Regions from separate parts of the Mus musculus genome. Here region 1 is linked to region 2. Evidence: chromatin contacts called from public Hi-C data. All regions are on one chromosome and are shown on one strand. The core of a region is the stretch at or near the end of the contact, and the rest is flanking DNA. Distances in the headings are between cores, read along the strand shown.

The links. A called contact is a pair of places that touch in the nucleus more often than the background predicts.
Region 1: a contact with region 2 is called in a Hi-C map of cortical neurons, with 2.5 times the contacts expected there. The contact joins two enhancer-like sites. A contact is called at or near these places in 3 of 484 Hi-C or Micro-C datasets (bone marrow-derived macrophages, cortical neurons and embryonic stem cells) and 3 of 115 datasets of contacts at active chromatin or transcription factors (SST interneurons, VIP interneurons and cardiomyocytes).

Annotation. Positions count from the first base shown.
Region 1 is chr14:64,499,040-64,504,523 of GRCm38.p6, reverse strand. No RefSeq gene overlaps it. Among named protein-coding and RNA genes, the nearest start is that of Msra, 61 kb to the right of the region's middle. Within about 2 kb of position 3,048, at least 34 of the 459 cell types and tissues checked have an H3K27ac peak or open chromatin away from gene starts, as enhancers often do. A contact at or near this core is called in cortical neurons, where this site is marked.
Region 2 is chr14:64,137,020-64,142,335 of GRCm38.p6, reverse strand. All of the region lies in intron 5 of Msra (methionine sulfoxide reductase A), which reads left to right. Among named protein-coding and RNA genes, the nearest start is that of 9630015K15Rik, 23 kb to the right of the region's middle. Within about 2 kb of position 2,800, at least 55 of the 459 cell types and tissues checked have an H3K27ac peak or open chromatin away from gene starts, as enhancers often do. A contact at or near this core is called in cortical neurons, where this site is marked.

The sequences.
Region 1 (5,484 bases), core at 1,799-4,298, 360 kb before region 2:
TTGTGTCTGTTCTTGTTTTCTATTGTCTATGAAACTATACTTTAAAACGATTTTCAAACTTTAATGCATGTGCATGCATGTGTATGTGACATGTATTGCAGGTGTTCATGGAGACCAGAAGAGGGCATTAGATCCCTTGAAACTGGAGTTGAAGGTAATTGTGAACTTCCCCATGAGGGTGCTTGGAACTGGGTTCTCTGTAAGTGCTCTTAACTGCTAGCTCTAGCTCCATAACTGTGCATTTTGTTAAAGAATCCCACCAGATGTGTCTGAGTTCACACAGGTGCCCTTTGTAAGACAGTTTTCAACATTTATTTAATTATTTGCATGAAAGGAAAGCTTGGGGCTGGAGAGTTGGTTCCACAGTCAAGAACATTAGTTGTTCTTGCAGAGGATCTAGGTTGGATTCCCAGCACCCATACAGTGGCTCACAACCATGTGTAACTCCAGTCCCAGGGAATCCAGGACCTCTTCTGAGTTCCGCACATCACACACACATGTTGTGCACGTATGTACATGTTGGAAAAACACACACATAAAATGTCAAGAGTTTAAATAATAAAAAAAAGAGAAGTGAGGTATGGTAGTTCATGTCTTTTTTTTTCTTTTTGGTTTTTCGAGACAGGGTTTCTTTGTATAGCTGTCCTGGAACTCACTCTGTAGACCAGGCTGGCCTCAAACTCAGAAATCCGCCTGCCTCTGCCTCCCAAGTGCTGGAATTAAAGTAGTTCATGTCTTAAATCTCAGCACTTAACACCATGAATTTGGGGACATCTTGGGCTACATCGTGATTCTATGTCTCAAACAATAACAACAACAAGACAAAACAAACCACACCAAACAAGGCTGGGCATAGTGGCACATGCCTTTAATCCCAGCATTCAGGAGGAAGAGGCAGGTGGATCTCTGTGAGTTCAAAACCCCGGTTTCCCCCCACCCTACCCCCGCGCCCCAGCAACAACAAAACAAGGCAACAATCAAAAACCCAAATCCAGAAAACCTTTCATTACTGTAGCAGAGAATTAGAAAGGAAACCGATTTGTTTTTATTTAGAAAAAACTGGGATATCAGGTTAGACGTCAGCCCTAGTGTGAAGCACGGAGATAGCAACCGGTTTCCTATCACTCTGGTGGCTGTTGGTGTTTGCTTATTTGTGTCCCATTTTATCCCATAAAGGGTTTGAGCTTTTCTGGTTTTGCTCTGCTGCCTCCTTTAGTGGGAATAATTCCCTTTCTTCTCTCTCCCATCTGCTGAGCTTCTATGCATACATGGAGAGCCAACTTGGTTATCGCCAGCTCTATGAAGCTCTTCCAGCCCACCAAGGCGGAGTCAACGCCACCCTTTCCAATGCTTGCACGGCCAGCATCGCGTTTGGATTGGTAATAGTTTCTCCTAGAGCACAAGTCCCCTGAGGTCTTCTTGTATGTTCGTGGTATGTAGCCCAGTCTACCACACACACATAAAGGACAGCAGCATAGGCGTCTGTCTGAGCAGACCTTCTGTTTCCTCTCTATGTTTCTACACGGAGGCCCTGAAGGTACCACATCGGGCCTGGCTCTGCTCCACACTCAGCCTTTCCTGGAGAATGGCACCTTTAGCGAGAGTCGGCTCTTTAGTCAGCCTGTCTCCACTGTGAATGCAATCTCCTTCATTTGGTGGATGATTCTAACTCAGGGGAGAAGCGTAGTGAGTTCATGGTGCCCTGAATCCAAGCCAGCTGTTATCAGCAATAAGTCTGACTGTCACTCTCCGTCTGGCTCCCGAGTCTCTCAATTGGTTCCTGACTCAGGAATGGAAGAGATGCATTATCTATTGCTCCCCTGCCAAGCCCCCCAACACCTGACATTTGTGTAATGCTTTTCAGTTTACAAAACACTTCCACATCCGATTATTTCAAGGGTTGTAAATAAGGCACAGTAGTGCGGCAGAGTATTGGAAGGGGGTGATTCATTTCAGCGTCACAAGGAGCTGCCTGTTGGTGGGGCTTGTTTAGCTCAAATATGCTGGAAGGTTTGGTCTCTGCCCTCTTAAAGCCTTATAAAAAGATCCGAACCCAAAGAGGACGTTGGTTGTCTGTTTAGGTCATAGCCTCTGCCGTAGCTACCATCCAGCATGCTTTTCTGATCCGCAGAGCCAGCATGGCTTCTGTTGTTGTTGTTTATATGCTGGTCTTCCTAACTCTTACTAGGAGACCCTGGCTTTGTCAAGCCTTGTTGGACCCCACACTGTGGCATGAGCTGTTTGTGGTCCTGTAGCCATTCCTCCTGGGTTGCGACTTCAAACTGGCTGGTACAGGTGACAGCTTTGAGTGTCAATACTGTTATTGGCCTTGCGAACCTTAGAAGCAACTGGGGGATTCTTTGCTGGGCCCCAGCAAAAGGCTCCTGACTATAGAGCTAGGCTGGGGCATAAACAGGCAGACTTTGTAGCCAGTGTTGGTTTTCCTAGGACATAAGTCCACCAAGAGGTGTGTGAAAAGGCATTTGGGGACAAATGGCTCCCACAGAAGTGGTGAATTCTAATCAACATTGTTTTTCAAAATGTCAGCTATGCGCTGAATTTCAATGCAAAGAGGGAGGGAGAAAATAGAATTGAAAGTGAAACTGAATTGACAAGCGGAAGGGAAAGAGTCAACTTAATTCCGGAGCTTGTCCTCAACAAGGGTAAAATAACAAACCAGGCTTGCGATAAAAAAGCATATCTAATATTTATAAGGAGTTCGACATCTAAGGGATGATAAATTGCACTTGAGAGGAAATGCTACATTAGACAAATTTTATCTTGACACCGAACCCTTTAAAATGCCTGTAGAACGTGTCTCGTACATCTGCTGTAGCCCACATACCAGTCTGTCCCTGGTAGTAACTGAGGGTTATTTTGCTGAGAAAAATCTGTTTGACTTTAGGAGCTGGAAGGAAGGAGAGGGGAGCTCAGAGATTGGAATCTAAATGAGTAATAGAGAGATTTCAAATGCCACCATAGCAGGGGGTGGGGGTGGGGGTGAGGGAGATGAAGTCAGCCTATGACAAGTGACACTTCTCACACCCCAGTTCCATTCTACGCAGTCTCTGAATTCTCTGGTCTGGTTTCTTGTCATCCAGATCTGTTTGGCATGGTAATAGAGAACAGGACAAAGGAATCCAGTGGAGTGTGCCTCCAGGAGTTGGGGCTTTGGGCGATCTTGATTTGCTGTGGGCCCTGAGAGGCTGTAGTTGCTGACTACACCTGAAGGAGTATTGAGGACCCTGTTCCAAACTGAGAGTGTGAGGGTCTGGGCTAGTAGGGAATCTGATGGTTAATATCCCGTCAGCTTTCCTGGGCCAGGATGAGCCAGCAAGGCATTGTTTTTGGAAGAGATTGGCTTACTGAGTGGGAAGGATCCCATACCCATAGATGTGGGCGAGCATTATCCAGCGTGCTCCCGATAATGCTTTGGTCCTGATGTAACAAAGATGCAGGGAAAGGATGGCTCTTCCAGAGCCTGGGTGTCCATTTTCTTTGGTTCCCGAACACTGGCACTTGAGTCTCTGGTCTGTGATTTACATTTATAAAAACATTTACTTATTTATTATTCTCTGTATTGTGTGGGCATGTGTGTATGTCACGGTGTGTGTTTGAAGTCAGAGGACAGCTGGCAGGAGTTGGTTCTCTCCTTCTACAAAGTGGGTTCCAGGGGTCAAATTTAGGTCACTAGGCTTGATAGCAAGTGCTTTTATCCACTGAGCCTTCTTGCCAGTCTGATTCAGATTTTGACTGTAACTTCCAGCACCACTCCTTGGATCTTTGAATTATTCTTATTTTCTTCTTCTTCTTCATCTCCTTCTCCTCTTCCTCTTCCTCCTTCTTCACATCATTATTGCCATCATTATCATCATCATCACCACCACCACCACCACCACCACCATCATCATCATCAAATTGACTTTTCGAGACAGGCTTTCATGTACCCAGGGTGGCCTTGAACTATGACTACTGATCCTCCTGCCTTCGTTTCCTCATTGCTGTGGAGAAGCAAGGTTGGTCTGTGCCACCATACCCAATGCTAGACTGGACTTATACCTCTGGCTCTGCTGGGCCAGCATCTACACAATAGATCACAGGATCGTTGGGCTTCTGTAATTCTGTGAGCCAATCCCTTATAGGAAATCTTTTTCCATGTATCTGTGTGTTTTCTTAGTTTTGCTGGTATCAGAAAGTCTGACTAACCCAGAGAGCAAGAATCCAAGTGCAGCCACATGTGGACAGTTGGTACAAGTGTGTATATATATGTAGGTGTGTCCTGGGTGTACGTATGATGTGTGCAGATGTATGTGCACACTGTGTGGCCACAACCTTCAGCTGGCACTGCTCCTTGGTTTCACGATTCCCCTCACCCATCAAAGCTTCTGAGTGGACATCTGTAAAGCATTCTCTGACAGAGACGATTTTAGAAAGAGCTAGGAAAAGAGTGTTTAGTAGCAAAGATAATATACTGAATACATCTCTATCTTATATATGAATTATGAGATAATTAAGATATTTTCATACAGAATAAACATTTAGTGAGAGAGCAGTCAGCACGGCACTCTGAACTTTGACTAGATCTGGATTCAAATCCAGTTTGTACTTCTTAGGCGCTTTGAACCTCCTTTTTAATAGGTCCTTTGAGCCCATTTTCAGGATGTGGAAACTGAGGATTAAGTTTTAAAGACTTGTTTTCAAGATGAAATGTAAAAATCTGTAAAGAGTATAGACAGCATAAAATACTAGTTAAGTTTTCTACTTCTTTCCTAGACTTCAGATACATTTTTTTTTTTTAAGGAAAAAAATGTTATGCTGGGTTTTTATTTAAAAAGCCAGTTGATCAACTGGGTGGTGGTGGTGCATGTCTTTACTCCCAGCACTAGGGAGGCAGAGGCAGGCCGATCTCTTATGAATTCAAGGCTAGCCTGGTCTACAGAGTGAGATCCAGGACAGCCAGGGCTACAGAGAGAAACCCTGTCTCAAAAAAACCAAAAAAAAACAAAATCAAAATCAAACCAAACAAAGCAAACCCAAAGCAAAGCAAACCAACCAACCAACCAACCAACCAACCAACCAAACACCCCAAAAGACCAAACAATTAATCTTTAGGACTCAAATATTTCACCAAGGCATTAATTCTCAATTTTTAAGAAGATTTATTATTTGAATTTTGTGAGTATACTGTCTCTGTCTTCAGACACACCAGAAGAGGGCTCTGATCCCATTACAGATGGTTGTGAGCCACCATGTGGTTGCTGGGAATTGAACTCGGGTCCTCTGGAAGAGCAGTCAGTGCTCTTAACCACTGAGCCATCTCTCCAGCCCCCTCAATTTTTAAAAATGAAAGTGACTACAAATATTATGTCATTCCTTTTGAAATTTTGTTGTGGAAACAAAAGAAAATTTGTAGAGCTTGAGGAACAGCATGAAGAAAACCTGACAAGGTTTCATCTATTTTAGCCTGCGGCTATTATGAGGTTA
Region 2 (5,316 bases), core at 1,551-4,050:
TCTTCCCTGAGGTGGGAAACCCTGAACCCACGTTTTGCACAATATCATACCCACGAGCAACCATATGATACTCACCGTGTGCCATCCATAGCCCAGGTTGCTCAGTGGAAGCAACTGGAACCCTAGTGTTCATTTCCAAATATGGAGGCTATCTTGGGAGAGAGGCACAAAAGCAGTAAGACTATGTCAACATGGTTGACATAGAAACCCCATCCAAACATGGGCAAGGGCATGCCAAGGAAATGCCCTTTGCACAAAATGCTTAGCTGCAAGTGACCTGCAAGCTCCCAGGAGGATGTGTTTACATGGTATCAGTGAGGAGTTCCTTTGCAGTGTAGAACCCATAAGGAATTTTCCACACTCAATGTTTAAGATGCACATTTGTTTTTCCTTCCTATGGCCCCGGTCATATGCCTGGTTCCTCCTGCTATTTAGGAGAGTTTGTTTCTGAGGACTGAAAAGGGCATCATGTCTACTCAACTCTATGCCCACAGACCCCACAACCAAAGCGCCCCCTGGGTAGCAAAGTAAGGGCAAGTACCCAGAAGGAAGGTGGCAGCGTCAAGGCAACTAGAGAATAACTCCTCTGTGCATCAAAGCCACCACACTTAGTTCCAGGAAGCTGCAGATTCTTGCTCACCAGCCATATCAATGAGAAGCCATGGATGCGACTGTTCTGGGGCTGTTCAGGGAAGGTTCTGGGAACTTGGCACCTAGGACAAAATGAACAGTGGACACAACCCAGAAAGAAAGCAGACACAAGGAATTTAGAATCCAGATGCCTCACACTGTAACATCTCTAAGTGACAGGCCCAGTCACAGGGACAAATCTTATGGCCCTCTGTGAGAGGGAGAGTACCACGTCTTCACACAGCCCAACAGACCTGAGCTGAACCAGCTGGGCACAGGGATGCTGGGGTCCCTGCTCCTGCAGAAGGACCCTATAAACCCTGTGGCTGCTGAGGTGACCCAGACTGATAGGAAGCTAAGAGAACCCAGGCTGGTAGCACCTCTAATGGGATTGTAACTGTTCCTATCTGAGATGTGAGTTTTCAGCTGGGCTGTTACCTTCAAAAGGCAGGCCAGCTATCAGATGGCCCTGAAAAACTAGAGATCACAGCATATATCCCACATTCTGGTAGGCCCAGCCTATGCCAGGGAACCCAGTGTGTTCCCCCAACCACAGGCACTTGCTGAGGCCCAACAAATTCAGGGTGTGTTGACAAACAGGAATGGGTGACAGCAAATGGCTGACCCTGAGCTCTCTGACCCCTTGAGTCTCTGAACCCTTGAGAGCCCAGTCCTATGATCTAGGGGAGAGGTACAAAAGCCACACATACTACTGAGAATGGTTTGTAGTTCTGGAAGCAGCGTAGGCAAGGCCGTGAGCATGGGTATTTAGCATGAGGAACACATGAAGACTTGGTGGCCAGGGGAAGCATGACAGATGGTGGTGTACAAAAACCCATTTGGAAAGATTTCTCACTGCAAATTGTTACAGGATTAAAGTTTTTTATTTTATGTTGATGAACTGAACTTCATTTATCTAAAAAGAAAAGTCCAGATACTTTGAAAGATTAAACCCCATCAGGGTGGACCATATAAGAAAGGGCCCAACCTATTACTTCAGTGCCACACACATGGGGACACTCTTTCCAACAGAGCCAGGAACATACCCAGTTGCCATTCCCCCCTCCCTCCACAGAGATGCCTGGGGTATTCACTACAGGAGGTCTTAGGCTCTCTCCTGGATTGTTCTGGCATTTCTCTTTCACCACAGGGAACCCTGCTGTCTCTTCTGTCCATGAGAGAGACAACAGGTGGAATCTATGTCCAGGGAGGCAGGAAGTTTCGGTGATTGCCCTGCCTATGTGGAAGTGAGGAGTGGGATTCTCTCACCGCCTCTCTCCACACCAGGTCCACGGTTGGCATTCCTGTGGGCCGGCAGCGTGCCCGGCTCCAGGCCACCACAAAGCACCCACACACACACTCCGATCTGCCGTCAGCAGCTGTTTCTGACAGGTGTCCCACTCTCTGCTGCAGATGGTGACCGAAATGGGCCCGTTGGCAGGCAGCACACGGTGCCACCCCCCTGCACATGATGATGCGGTCCCTGACATACTGATCAACCCTCACTCTATTCTGAGGCACCTTGCCTCTGGCTGCAGGTGAAGCCAGCATCCTCTTAGAACCCCCCCCCACAAGGTTCTAGGGGCCCCCACCTCAGCCTGGGACCCTTCAGCATTTGACAGTCTGTGAATCTAGAGGCTCCTTGTTCCAGACAGGCCCAGCTCACTATCCATCATGGTAGCAGGACTGTGTATGTCTTTGCTGGTTCATTTGGTGCAGTGCAGGATGGGATTTTCATAGCTCCCTAGGTATGACTTTGGCCTTGGCCCAGTGAGGCTACAAAGGTTAAGCTGCAGTGGCCCCAGGCCTCCAGATGCAGGGCCTGGGCCACTCCTGGCTCCTTCCATCTGTTATCCTGAGTGGAGTCCTGTGTACGGAAGACACACAAGACTTCCGGGAGCTGTTCCCCTAGAGAGGTGAGTGGGAGTCTGGTCTCTTGGTAAAATAACAAGATAGGGCCACATCCACAGCTGAGATAGGGATCCAGGAGGAGAAGGGGTCAGAAGGGAAAGTGGCTGCCCTTCTGATGTCCCCTTTCCTGCTGCCTGCCTGCACCTTAAACAGAGAGTTGTGGGCATTGCTAGGGCTCAGCTTTTCTGCCCACATCCCTGCAGGGGCCCCGCCTGCCCCATGTTTGGGCTGTTCATTCCAAACACTGAGCTAGCCAAGGCCGCCAGATGAGAGTGACATCTGGCTGAGACCACGGCCAAGTCTCTGCTGCTCTGTCCCTGGCAGGCAAGAGCTATGTTCCCAGTGCCAGGTTCTCAAAGAGGGAGACAGAGGGATGGGGGCAGAATAAAGCTCTGTGCTCCTTACCCAGCCATTTTCCTTCTTCCCTTCGTGATACTTAGTTGGAATCTGGATAGTCAAGGAGTAAAGGGCATCCTCCGGAGTGCTGGGGATCGTGGGAGTGGTGGAAAGAATCAGAGGTCAACACCAAGTGTGTGCACATGTGCATGCACACATACTGTGGACCACAAAGTACAAAGGATGGTGGGGAGTCAATCAGGTACCCGGAGTGACCTGAATGGGATCTGAATGACACAGCAGAAGCCTGCACTGTCTCCTGTTTTCCCAACACAAGGTCGGACTCTCCTTCCACCCTTCCGCGTAACTCTCTGTGGAGTGACAGCCTGGTGCCTGTCAGCCAGGCTGGAGCTAGAAAAGGAGTCATCCCATGTCCAGGAGGAGAGGCAAGATAGTGTTTCCATCTAGAGGCACTGGCAGAAAGTCTAATACTGATGGCCCAGTCTGGTCTCCTTTGGTCCATGGCCGCTTGTCAGCTGTGTGACCTCGGGCAAGCAACTGGACCTCTCTAAGTTTCTGTTATCCATCCGGAAAATAAAAGTAAGGCCCACTTGCTGTATTTTGTGAGCTTAAGAAACACCTCAAAGGAGAATATTGTCATTTTAGAAGTGAGCCAAGTCAAGTGTGGAAAGGTTGAAGGACTCGGTTGGCCAAAGTCGTGAAAGTAGATAAGGTATCGGGGAAAAGGGTTATGGGGTTCCCAGAGAAGCAGCTTTCAGCTCTCTGAGGGTTGGGGCAGCATGGCTCAAGACTTGTGGGTGTCTTCTGTCCTCAGCACTATCAGCCCTGTACCTCTCACACCCCTCTGTCACTTCAGAACACCCTCAAGCATAAACAGCAGTGTTGTCCCCCATTTGTCTGCTTCTGATTTTTGACTTCTGCAAGGTATGTAGGAATTTTCTTCTCTCTGTAAAATCCGTGGTTCAGGCTACTTCTCTGCCACGCTAGTGCACCATGAGGTTCACGGACTGGAGAAACTTCTGGGACTTCTCTCAGGGCTGGGAGAGTTTATGAGTTGTGTGTGTGTGTGCTCTTGAACAGAGGACAAAAAAAGAGAGCCACATTTCACAGAGCAGAGAATAATGACAAACCCTGAACCTTCACAGTTAAGCTTCCTCAGTCCCCTGTGTCCATGGTCGGTGTTGGGGGACCCATTTTAAAGCAGTAACATGAACAAGCAAGACTGGCTTAAGGGCGACAGATAGACAAAGGCAGGTAGTGGCTAGAGCTTGGAGGTGTTGGTGGGACTATGGTAAGGCTTGCATGGGACCATAATCACAATGCAAGCAGGGCAGTGCACAGCACAGAGTCAGGCCAGTGCAGAACAGCACCCCAACCCCAGCTCCGGCTTGCTCATTGTAGTTCTTGACTCTAGGAAGCCCAGGATGTGGGGTTTTATTAGGGCATGAACGGAGATAGTCATTCCAGACCTTGCCCGTCCAGGTTCTCCCTCCAGCTGGATGCTCTGGGGCATCCAGGATGCATGTGGGTGGGATGGAGCTCTTGGTCAGATGTCCCCAAAGCTAGCATAGGACATCTAGCCTATTGGCTGTTTGTCCCCAGAGCACCACTAATCTGGATGATGCATGAGAATGGGGCCACTCAACTGGGTGGGATGCGGCTTAAACTAGCCAGGCTCTTAACTTCCACCTGCTCAGGGCATAATCTGCTCCTCATGATTCCCCTGCCCTGGCTTTCTGTGAGCTCAGAAAGACCGTAGCATCACAGGGCAGCCTGAAAACTGCTGCCGAGACTGAATCCACGTGATTTCATTTCTTTCTGGGCACAGCCCTGAAAAAAGAGGGCTTCTCATCCTCCCCACCCCCACCCCTCACAGGAGAGGAAGTGGGGCTCAAGGTCAGTCACCCAAGGTTATGTGAGTTGGCCAAGCTCGGGCCAGTTCCAAAGCAACCTCTGTCCATTTGAGGACTGCTGAGGGTGTGACGGGGGATGTTTAACACCTACAGATACACGGTGCTGCAACTGAAATACATCATGCCTTAGCAAGAAGTCTAACGAACACGGATTTTATTGTCTTAGCCGGAAGGCATACCAATTATATGCAAATGCAAATGATGTAATTAGCTCCTGTTCTAGCTCTCTTCTCTGAAGGGATTTCCAGTTCTTCTGAGCGCTGAAGAAAATAACAATTGTGTTTTGGCAAATAGGGACTCATTGCCTATTTTGAGTCTTCACCCCTAATACATGCTTTCTTCCCTTCCTCCCTCCCTCTACCCCTCTCTCCTTCCTCCCTCTTTCTTCCTCTAGAAAACATTTAAATTAAGGTTAAAAAAATTTTAAATGTCTAGGGGCTAGGCAGATAACTTAGTCAGTAAAGGGAGGACCCGAGTTCTATCCCCAGAGCCACAAAAGCAGCAG